Regions from separate parts of the Mus musculus genome. Here regions 2, 3 and 4 are each linked to region 1. The links are chromatin contacts, called in public HiChIP or PLAC-seq maps. All regions are on one chromosome and are shown on one strand. Each heading gives the region's core, a stretch centred on a gene start, on an enhancer-like site or on the middle of the called end of the contact. The rest is flanking DNA. Distances are from core to core; before and after follow the strand shown.

What was found. HiChIP or PLAC-seq counts read pairs in DNA pulled down with a chosen protein or histone mark.
Region 2: a contact with region 1 is called in an H3K4me3 HiChIP or PLAC-seq map of embryonic stem cells, with 2.5 times the contacts expected there. The contact joins the promoter of Clmp here to the promoter of Gramd1b in region 1. A contact is called at or near these places in 2 of 39 promoter capture datasets (cranial neural crest and embryonic stem cells), 2 of 115 datasets of contacts at active chromatin or transcription factors (bone marrow-derived macrophages and embryonic stem cells) and 1 of 9 other capture datasets (adipose tissue).
Region 3: a contact with region 1 is called in an H3K4me3 HiChIP or PLAC-seq map of bone marrow-derived macrophages, with 3 times the contacts expected there. The contact joins the enhancer-like site here to the promoter of Gramd1b in region 1. A contact is called at or near these places in 2 of 484 Hi-C or Micro-C datasets (bone marrow-derived macrophages and embryonic stem cells), 5 of 115 datasets of contacts at active chromatin or transcription factors (bone marrow-derived macrophages, embryonic forebrain, embryonic stem cells and 1 more) and 1 of 9 other capture datasets (adipose tissue).
Region 4: a contact with region 1 is called in an H3K4me3 HiChIP or PLAC-seq map of bone marrow-derived macrophages, with 4 times the contacts expected there. The contact joins the enhancer-like site here to the promoter of Gramd1b in region 1. A contact is called at or near these places in 4 of 484 Hi-C or Micro-C datasets (bone marrow-derived macrophages, cerebellar granule neurons, cortical neurons and 1 more), 7 of 115 datasets of contacts at active chromatin or transcription factors (bone marrow-derived macrophages, embryonic forebrain, embryonic stem cells and 3 more) and 3 of 9 other capture datasets (adipose tissue, embryonic stem cells and macrophages).

Annotation. Positions count from the first base shown.
Region 1 is chr9:40,454,432-40,457,098 of GRCm38.p6, forward strand. Gramd1b (GRAM domain containing 1B) reads right to left here and starts at 1,333. Exons shown (of 20, transcript NM_172768.2): 1 at 863-1,333. The coding sequence starts at 1,239.
Region 2 is chr9:40,684,726-40,687,392 of GRCm38.p6, forward strand. Clmp (CXADR-like membrane protein) reads left to right here and starts at 1,294. Exons shown (of 7, transcript NM_133733.5): 1 at 1,294-1,634. The coding sequence starts at 1,610.
Region 3 is chr9:40,637,466-40,640,132 of GRCm38.p6, forward strand. No RefSeq gene overlaps it. Among named protein-coding and RNA genes, the nearest start is that of Gm39319, 28 kb to the right of the region's middle. Within about 2 kb of position 1,371, at least 94 of the 459 cell types and tissues checked have an H3K27ac peak or open chromatin away from gene starts, as enhancers often do. A contact at or near this core is called in adipose tissue, bone marrow-derived macrophages, embryonic forebrain and 1 more, where this site is marked.
Region 4 is chr9:40,614,698-40,617,364 of GRCm38.p6, forward strand. No RefSeq gene overlaps it. Among named protein-coding and RNA genes, the nearest start is that of Gm39319, 50 kb to the right of the region's middle. Within about 2 kb of position 1,329, at least 63 of the 459 cell types and tissues checked have an H3K27ac peak or open chromatin away from gene starts, as enhancers often do. A contact at or near this core is called in bone marrow-derived macrophages, cerebellar granule neurons, cortical neurons and 3 more, where this site is marked.

The DNA of each region.
Region 1 (2,667 bases), core at 83-2,582:
AATGAACGAAAGTGAAATGATAGGGTGAATGAACTCCCATTAGTTACCACCAGCAGCAATAACAGCAACACCCCGCCCCCTCTAATAGTACAGACCTCTGCTAATGGTCATACCCCGAGTCCAGAAGTAAATTGAAGAGGGGACATGGTATCCATGAGTAGCGGGGACTCCATGCCACCATGGGCAACTTCCTGAAGCAACACACACACACATTACCCTGTGAGCTTCATGCTAGTTCTTGAATGTGAACAGCAAACATCTCCCTAGCAAAACTGAAGCTGGCACGGTGATCGATCGTGAGATGTGTCCGTGATGTGGTAGAAAATGTGAATACGTCACCTCTCCATAGGCAACATGGACCTGTACCAGCAGGGTAGTGTAGGAAAAAGAAAATGACAAAAAGTGAAATGGGATTCGGAAGTCCATGTGGAGGCGTCACTTAAACTTCTGTCACTAGTCTCCCGACACCTCCACCTGTACAATGGAATCATAGCCTAATACTATCTACCTAATTTCTCCAAATTCCATCCTCAGGTGAAGCCCTCACCACAGACAGTAGTCTGCGCACAGTAAGGGCTTAAGAGATAATAAAAGATAACACTGTATTGGCCATTTTGCTGTGAGGGTCAAGAAATGAAACGCAGCATGAACCTATGTCAAACACATCAAGTAATGTAAAGTCCCTAGTTCTAGGCTGTGTGGTAGCCCTGGTGCCCTGGCAGTGCCTGAAGACGCCAAGGTGACGCGATAAGCTCCTTCTTTGATCCCGGAAGTTTCCACCAGAATGCCCTAGGGTCCTAGACCGCCCTGGGGAGGGGCGAGAGGTTCAGGGGAAGACTGCTGGAGAGAAACTGGAACCTACCTGCTTTCACTGCATTCTTTCCGCTCCCTCACCCTCAGCCACTTGCGGAGCAGGAAGCGTTTTCGGCGCGGGGACGCACTGGGTGTGGAGCAGTTGGACCACGGGGTGTCCTCGTCGCTGGAGGGCGTAATCTCAATGGACGGCAGTTGCAGGAACTCCTTGCCGGGGGCCAGGACGCCGGGTAGGTCCGGGGCTACCAACCCCGCCTCCAGGCTCTGCTCCTGCACGTTCTTCATCCGGCGCATCTTAAAGCGCCGGCGGCGAAGCGTGGGGGTGGACGAGCTGGACCACACCGCGCTGCCCTCGGGTGCGCCCTGAGGTTCTGGCACCTGCAGGGCGGGCAGCTGCAGGTTCTCCATCATGTTGGCCGCCGGCATCGGGGTCCCTGGCCGCTGCTCCGTGCCCTCCGCCTGCAGCCTGGCTCGAGGCTTCCTCTCTCGGCTCCCTACCCTGGGGCCCGTGGCACTATCCCCTCTCACGTTCAGCGGGAGGCTCGAGCCTGCCAGTAGATCAAGTTCCTTTTCCTGGAGCGCCGCGAGGAGGGGACTGAAGGGGACGCCGCCTCCTGCGGTCTAGAACTTTAAGAAGCGCGCTTCCTCGCTCAGTCCGACGAGGGAAGAGGCGACCCGGGACGCAGTGACAGTCGCCTGCCAAGCTTTGCCACCCGGCTGCCCTCCTGGGGCTCCCCTTCGCGTGCCCGTGTGTTTGTCTTCCGCTGCGCCCGCTTGCTCGCTTGCTCTCTCTGCCGGTGTCTTTGCCTTAGCGGGACTCGGCGGCCCCGGACCCCAGGGAACTGCGCAGCAAACTCTCAGTGGTTTGCGTTCAGCCGACTGCGTTGGGGAGCCGGCTTGGCGCTGCAGGAGAGTGGAGGACTGGAAGAAGAGGCGGTGGTAGGAGGGAGAGGAAAGAGAGAGAGAGAGAGAGAGAGAGCAAGGGAGACACTAGATAAAAACAAAAAAAGGTGGAGTAGGTGGAGGGGGGTGGGGGCTGAGGAGGGAGTGGGTTGCTAGCCTGAAAGGACACGCACAGGCAGCGACAGCCAGCGACAGCCTTGTAACTGTACACGGAATCCCTTGGGGAGGGACTATACCTCCGAGTCAAGGCTGCTCCAATCAGCCTAATGAAATAGGAGCACAATCCAAACTTTCTCAAGGCAACGATTGGCTAAGCAGCTCTGGTTAGCAAACTCCCTGTTTTTTTTTCCCCTGGGGGAGGGGAATCAATGGATTTAGCCCTCCCTCGCAGACCACCCAAGATACAGGGTTGAAGGAAAACTGGGTGACTTTTCAGCCAAATCTCTCTCCTAAGAAATGCGCGTTCTCCGAGTTGTTTGGAGTGCTGACCAGGAAGACAGGGCATACATAATCAGAAGGAAAATGGAAAGTTCCTGGAGGCTGCTTCCAAAATGGCAAGCTGGGAAGAAAAGACAGTTCTGTAGAATAAGCTGAGGACACCAGACACGGACACAAAGACACACGATAGGGTGGAAAGACACAGGACACACAGGACCATTAAGGGAAAGATACTGGATACATGGTGTGTGGCCTGGCCAAAACTATAGCCCGATTATAAGTGAAAGGCAAAGAGGCTGAGAGAAGTTAGCCGGTGCACCACCCTCAGAGACTCCAGGGAGTCAAGTGCATCCTTGGACATTCCTGAGACTGTGTGATGCTGCTTCATCTTGCTGGGGAATGGGTTGGGTCACACCGTTTACTGTGGCCTCAGACCTCTGAACAGAAATATGGACTAGTCCTGCCAAGTATATCAGTGTGCTAGAGGCAGGTGAACCCTGAGAGGTGGGATGT
Region 2 (2,667 bases), core at 44-2,543, 230 kb after region 1:
CTCGTTGAGAAGAGGGAGAGAGATACAGTGGCCCGCTGCCCCAATCCATCTTCTGTGTTCTGGACTAAGGCTTAAGTAGAACCCAAGTTCATATCTAACAGATTCCCAATCAGGAAGTGGTCTGCCCATCACCTGCTTCTGTCTCTCTAGTAAGTTGGTCTGACAAATTGTAAATTCTTTTCAAGGAAAAAGTTTTCTCTCTGGCTGACCCAGGCATTAGACTCTTCCTTCTCCCAACATGAGATTGGGGGCGGGGGGGGGGGGAGTCCAGCTTATTGGGATTCATTATTTTAATAGTCTGATGGACAGGCTGAAGGATGCAAGTGTCTAGCGCTAACTTCTTTATCCCTGCAAGGCTGGTTACACTTAGCTCGGGCTGTCATGGAACTCACTAAATAGCCCAGGGTGGATGTGAACTCCTGACTATCCTCCCGCCTCAGCTTAAGGCATCACTGTTTCCTTGAACTCTGGATTCCCACTTCTCTAGGAGAGTGGCAGGCTCAGCTCTATGCGGATTTAACAGCACTTGACTATGAATAGCAAATGCAAAGGCCACATGTGAGCCGCAAAGGGTCCAAACAAGGAAGCCTGAAGAACTGTTTTAATAACCCAGTACTGCACAAACTATTTATATGGTGCCCCTAGTGATTTCATACCGACCTAACCAGACCTGGAAGGAGAAGAGAAATAAGAGGCTGGGGGAAACAAGAAGAGAGAGGAAGAAAGGAGGAGACAAGAGCAAGAAAGGGAACAAGATCTGGTGTAGTGATGCGCTCAGCACTAGGTATATCTATGTGAGTTCGAGACCAGCCTAGTCTACATAGACTTCCAGACCAACAAAGAGCTACAGAGTGCGACCCTGTCTACCACCACCCCAGTCATCCTCGGGAGGGGGAGGAGAGAGAGAGAGAGAGAGAGAGAGAGAGAGAGAGAGAGAGAGAGAGAGAGAGGCATAAAGCATTGTGAGAGACAAAAATATACAAAAGAGCAGAGAGATTAGAGAGATCAAGGAGAAAAAAGACAGAATTGAAAAGGCCGCATCCACCGGTTCTTGGCCCAAGTGCTGCGGATTCTCTCCTGCACCGCATCAGTTGGCACCGAGCGCCCCCCTCGATCACCCCGGGCCGCGGCCCTCCCTCCCGGGTGGGAGGTAAAGCAGCCCCAGCAGCTAACCCCAAACGCAGAGAGGGAGGGCGGGAGCGAAGAGAAGGGAGGGCGAGGGGAGGGATGGAGGGAGGGGCTGCGGTAGGAGGCAGCCGTGTGGTTCCAGCTCATTTTTTTTCCTCTTTCTCCAGTCGGTTTTCTTTCCAAACAGGGAAAAGTGTTCCACGAAGCGGTAGCTCCTTGCCGCCTCGCCTTCTCCTCCCTAACCCTGGGCCCGGCCCCCGTCCCGGCGCGAGCTGGTGGAGCCAGGGCTAGAAGCCCTCGGTGCCCCCGGAGCGCAGCGCGCAGGGGACCCGGGCGCGGGGCCAGCGCCCGCACATGGCTGCAGCCCCCCGCGCGCACCCCGAGGCGCCGCGCCCTGCTCACAGAAGGTCCGTCGGCTGGGCTCGGTCGCCCTGCAGCCAGGCTGCGCTGAGCCGGGAAGTGCCCGTGTCCGGAGATCGGGATGTCCCTCTTCTTCCTCTGGCTAGGTGAGTGCCTTGGGGAGGGCGGGAGTTTGGATGGCCCTGGGGAAACGCCACCCTGCGTTTGGGTGGAGACCCGCCCTCAGCACCGTGGTCCCCGCAGTCCCGGAGTGCGGCAACCACTCGGTCTCTGCCTCCGCGCCACCGAGGGGCGCATCTGGCAGCCGAGGACCGCCCAGTCGGCCATCGAAATGTCTCACACATCTGGGCCCTCCAGCCAGCTACGGGGTGGGGGCGTTTCCTGGTGGAGTTTGGCGGAGAACCGTTTCGTGGAGAGGGTACTTTTCAAGCGCGTGGTTTGGTTTCAGGAGTACCAGGGGAAAGTGGAGAGCTGGGGAGGGAAGGTTCATCCAGGGTTTTCTGTGCCAGGTTTTGAGGGTGGGGGGAGCTTTTTGTTTCAAACAGGCGCCTCTGAGCGCTCAGATTAGAAACAGATGTGTTGAAGGGGAAGAGGGAGGGAGAGGGAGGAGAGAAGGAAGAAGAGAAGGGTATAGAGGGAAACAGGGCAGGGTGAAAGAAGCACCAAAAAGCCAGGTGACCCCAGAAGATGCAGGCTGAACGCGACCCAGGGAAGGAGAGAAAGAAAGAGCCAGAGAAGCAGAGAGAACGGAGGACAGGAATGTGAAGACAAGCCTGAGAGAAGGGAGCCTGGAGTCCTTGAAACCAATGCAGCAAAGGAGGCAACAGAGGGAAAAGCATATTCTGCCCCTCCTGAACCTGGCTCCGGGGCAGAAAGAGCCCTTCTGGGTGGTCCTCATTTAGGACCAGGCGGGTCTCCTGAGGCTGGGATGGGGGTGTGGAGGGGTGCCCTAAGACACAGGCTGGCTGACATTCCTGGGCTGGACCTGGCAGCTTTGTGGGCCAGGGCACAGAAGGGGTACATGGAAAGAGCTGGAGGAGGTTTGTGAACCTGTGAGGGACCAGGCCCTTGGAAGGCAGCAAGACAACTGAACAAAGTCCAAGTGTGTGTGTGAAGAAGCAGGGCTCTTGTCCACCTGGAGTCAAACCCCAAAGTTAGCAGGCATTCAGAGTAGGGTAG
Region 3 (2,667 bases), core at 121-2,620, 180 kb after region 1:
GCAGCTGTCAGAGGAGTTATGGATACAGCAGCAGCTGGCAGCACATGTATCCAAACCTGTGGGTGGGTGGGTAGCTGTCGCATCGTTTTTTTCAGATGAGGCTAACGGAATTTAAGCAGCTAATTGCTCCAAGGCCTCAGGAATGGAGAATGAAAAGCATCTACAGAGAATCCCAAGAAGGTAGCCAGTCTCTGGTGCTGCCTTCCAGAGACTGCATCTCTCACCTGCAACCTGAGACAACCATCAGAAGCAAAGTCAAAATAGGACTGGGGGGCGTGGCTCAGCTGGTAAAGCTCCTTTACAGAGGCATAAAGACTAAGCTTGGTCCCCAGCACTTAAAAAACTAGGCACGGTGACCTGCCCCTCTCATCTCAGTACTGGGGAGTCATGGCCAGGTAAACCCCTGGAGCTTACGAGCCACCCAGCCTGAATGAGCCCCTGGTCCCAGTGAGAGAGCTGTTTCATAAAACAGGATGGGTGGTTCTCAATGAGCAGAACCAGAGGTTAACCTCGGGCCTCTGTGTGAATGTACACACATGCACACACGTGCTCTCACAGACACACACACACATACACACACACAAACTAAAAAAAAAATAAAAATAAAAATAAAAAAACCCACTGAAATACTCCCTGCTTGGAGAATTGTCCCAAGCTCCTCAGGACTCAGGCTTCTATAGATGACAGATGGTCACACCTTGTCACTCTTTCCCAAGAGAACCAGAGACACAAAACCAGTGCTGTTTTTAAAAGCATAATAAGAAGGTTTTATTTAAAAAAAAAAAGTGAAAGGTTGTCAAAAAGCAGAACAAAGCTGGTCCCTGAGACAGATCAGAAACCCCTCCCCCTCCCAGAAGCCATCCCCTCCGTCTTTTCACCCTCCCCATAATTAAATCATCTTCCTCCCTGCTGTTGTCGGAGCGGCAGCCTGGTCACGTGACTGTCACTTTACAGTCCGCGGATGACACTGCTTTTGATTCTCACTCCAAGGCATAGTGACAGCTCATTTAGAATCAATCAAACATTTATTAGCAGAGGGGGAGCCAGGGGCACGGTCTCCAGTGCTGCTCTCTCCAGTTCTGTGCCACAGGCAAGGACAGAATCAAAAACTGCCTCTCGGCGGGGATCGGGAGGCAGGTGGGGGAGGGGAAATCTCCGCCTAGTCTAAGTGCCGCAGAGGGTCAAGGCCTGCGGGACCCCGCTGCCCCCGGGCTATGGATTTCATTCCCACCAATCTGATACCCTTCAATTCCCTAGAGGCTTAGAGACAATGAAAGTGAAAGATTTCATCCCAGGGAGGACTGGAGAGCCACCACAGCAGATGAGCTGTAATCATAGGTCTTAGGCCGCTGGGGCTGCTGTAGGGAGACCTTTAGACTCAAGTGACACAGCTTTATTTCTTCTAGTGGGGGGATGGGTGGCATAGGAGACTGAGTGTCAGTGGCTCCAGGGTCTGGTGAGGACTCATTCCTTAGCGATCTCTTTGTATCTTCATCAGGCATAGAGAGGGTTCACACTGTACACACACCCACAATCTCACCAGCTAAGACCACCTAAGGACACCCACTTCCTAATGCCATCACTTTGGGAGTGAGAGTTTAAACATAGGGACTTGATGGGTACTTGAACACACAAACCACAGGAACTGGAAAAAATACATTTAGAACTCATGCTTGGCCAGGCGGTGGTGGCGCTTGCCTTTGATCCCAGCACTTGGGAGGCAGAGGCAGGCAGATTTCTGAGTTCGAGACCAGCCTGGTCTACAAAGTGAGTTCAAGGACAGCCAGGGCTATACAGAGAAACCCTGTCTCAAAAAATTAATTAATTAATTAATTAATTTGAAAAAAATCAAATAATAGAACTCATTATTGAAGCCCGACTACTGAAGAAACAGGGTTATTTGACCCAAGTTACTTCCAGGCAGAAGTGCTTTAAAGCCCAGAGCATAGTATGTAAACTATAAAGAATGGAAGAGAACTGGGGGAGGGCTTTCCACAGTGAACTTTGCTCGGTGGAACTAGGAAATGCTGGAGATTGACATTGGATGTTTTCCTCAGTTGTTTCCTGTCTTCTTTGGTTGGTTGGTTGGTTTTGTTTTTGATATAAAGTCCTTCACTGATTCTCCAGCTGGCCTCTCCTCAGGGATCCACCCAACCCTGGAATTACAGATTCACACCACTGCACCAAGGTCCTGGAGCTTACACAGTAGGCCTGCAACTGACTACACTCTCCCCTCGCCACGTGTGACCTCATCTTCACGGCATAGGAAGTCTCGTGACAAGTCCCACAGCACCCTTCTGGTATGCATAGATAATCTCAAGCTCTGTGACATAGTTGAGAAAGTGAATGAGTGAAGAATAAATTGTTCAATGGACCCAATAATATCATGAGCACACTTGGGCCAAAACTAACGCTCAGTTTTCTCCCTCCGTGCCCTAGTTTCTCACATCGCAATGTGGTAAATATTGTTCTTGGCAAAGACATTAGGAAAAAAAAAGAAAAAGCTGCTGGGGTGTCCAGATGGATCTGACATAGATGACACTCCCCAGAAGGAAAGGGCTCCCAGATTGATGAGTAGGGCTCCCCTATTCACGTGGAACCAGTGGAGACTCAGCCAACATGGCTCCATCCAAATTGTTCACAGCTGAAATGAGGGAGCCTGCTAGT
Region 4 (2,667 bases), core at 79-2,578, 160 kb after region 1:
GAGTAACTACTCTCAGCTTATATAAACCCAAATTGACTCATATTTCCTGTGTATTAAGAAGTCTTATATCACCAGATGCTGAACTAAAATGAAAACACATGTGATTAGTTAGAGCCACCTAGGAGACAAACCTCTGTGAGTGTCTATCAGGGAGTGTCAAGATGGGTTAATTGATGTAGAAAGTCTAACTAACTGTAGGCAGCACCACTCCACAGGCCAGGACCCCAGGCAGGGAGTGTCAAGATGGGTTAATTGGTGTAGAAAGCCCACCGTCAGTGTGAGCGGCACCACTCCACAGGCCAGGACGCCAGGCTGCAGATAAAGGAAAAGAGTGAGCCGAGCTGCTGCAGCCTTCAGCATGCTGTTTCCAAGCTTCAGATGCAACAGGCCTCGAACCCCTATCACCAGGACTCCCCCACCATGATGGGTTATACCCTCCCTGCTTTAAATTTCTTTGTTGGTATTTTATCATCACAGTGAGCGAGGAAACATACTACTCTGGCCGGCATATATGTGGAGCTTTATACAGTTAATATTGCTGTTATTGGACTGGGGAGATGGCCCAGTAGGTAAGAGCACTTGCTCTGCAAACATGAGGACCTGAATTCAAATCCCCAGCACCCTGGGCAAGGCAACACATGCTTGTAAACTTAGCATTAAGGGGCAAAGATAGAAAGATTGTAAGAGCTGGCCGGCCAGCCAGACTAAGCAAAATAGTGAGCTTCAGGTTCAGGGACAGACCCTGATTCAACTCAATAAGGCCAAGAGTTATAGAAGAAGACCCCTTATGTCCGGCTCTGGCCCCAAATGCACAGGCTTGAGCATGCATACCCAGACACCATGTGCACGCACCATTCATACATACTACAGACATATACAAATACATGTTATCGGCATTTTTTCTAGTTTCCTGACTTGAACATGAACATCACTGTTGGGAGGTGCTTTGGTTTGGATACACTCTGAGCACGTCTTTCAGTAATATTCAAAAACGGTAGTCTTTCAGGGTCTGGTGATTTCTATGGCCATTCCCTTCCAAAAATCAGTCTCCTTTATCAACCAAGCCCAGTAATGCCAAGATACACCAGAGCCTTGACAGTCGGTGTCACCCTTTTCACTCCTAATTGCGGTGACCAATCATTTTTCCAACTGTACACGTAACAGATCCAGGGTTAAAACCAGGGCAAACCCCACTTCAGATCCTGCTCTGGCTCCCTTGTCCCTCTGTTACGACAACCCCATTTGGTGTGTATTGTAGCAGGAGGAGTCTGTCTCCTTGCTCACACATTCTAGTCTTTCTCTGAGTGAGGAAGTATAGCTAACCAACTGCGTGTTCTCTGCACTTAGTCAGTCACGGCACACTGCAGATGTTCCCCCATCGTTCAGGAGCAGTGCTGAGGAATTATTTCTGAGCAGCCTCTGCCAGGCATGTGGCTGAGAGACACCTGGAGAGAGAAAATAAAATCCATTGACAGAGTGAGTGTTCTGGGGAACGACTGGACTTTCTCATTTTCCTTCTGGGCTGTGGTGTCAACTGAGGACGCTGTCGTGGGAAGATGTGGAAGAAGGGTACGGATGGGTTCCTCAGGAATCAGGGGTCGGAAAGGAGCAGGAGAGCCAGCATTCTTGAGCTATACTAAAATGATCGAAGGTTCCAAACTCACCATCTCAGGTACTTAAATTTTTGCATCAATTTGAAGTAAACGACTGCGCCATACACCTTCTATCACACAAGTAGCTCCAGTGCCTTTGTTTTAAAAAACAAAAAACAAAACAGAACAGAAACACCAGTTTGGGTAGCTAAGAAAGGCGGAGCCCCAGAGCCCAACCCTTAGAAATATGAAGAACCTGCTGGAGCCCACCATGGCCACTAGGTGGCACTAGTACAGAGCTAATTCAGAGGCCAGGTCTCTGCAACCATCCTCCTAAAACCCTCTCCTTTATCAACTTAGGTCAGTAATACGGAGATACACTGGAAACCGGAGCTTGAATCCGGCTGCTCTTATAATCCCATAGCGAGCCTTTTATGTGATTGCTGCATTTATCATTAATAGCGCATTTGCTCTGCATCAGGAGCCTGAATTAGCAGAGGTTTAATAACGGGAAGCAGCCTAATGTTTACACTAAGCTAAGCAAGGTCACCCGGGTATTCAGAGAAATGACCCGAACAGTCTCCCAGCAGGATTAATGTAAATGAAGCATTTCTTTGATTAGCTTTGTTCAGCTGCCCTCCCCTCCCCCGCTTTTAAAATGACCGGTTTCAGAGGATCACAGTTTAATTACATAATCATATAAAATAATATTTAATAAAGCACAGAGCAAACAAGCATAATGAGCAACATTTTCTGGCTATTACCAGCAACTGGAGGCAGCCAGATACAGGCTTAATTCTTTAATCTTGCAGATCCGCTGTTAGGGAAGGATCTGAAACACAATCCACGGGATGGTGAGGGTTAAATGGTGTGTGGACCACAGTGCATAGAACGTGTGCAACAAAAGAAAGCCCCTTTCCTCCTCACCAGTGACAGGGCTTCGCATCAATAATTAAAATGGATGTCTGCACGGCTCCTGTACAAACTACGGCCGGAGAACTTTATTCCTTTGAAATCACTTCACATCCACCCGTCCTTTTCACCTTGCAAGCCTCAGAACATAGCTACTGCTACC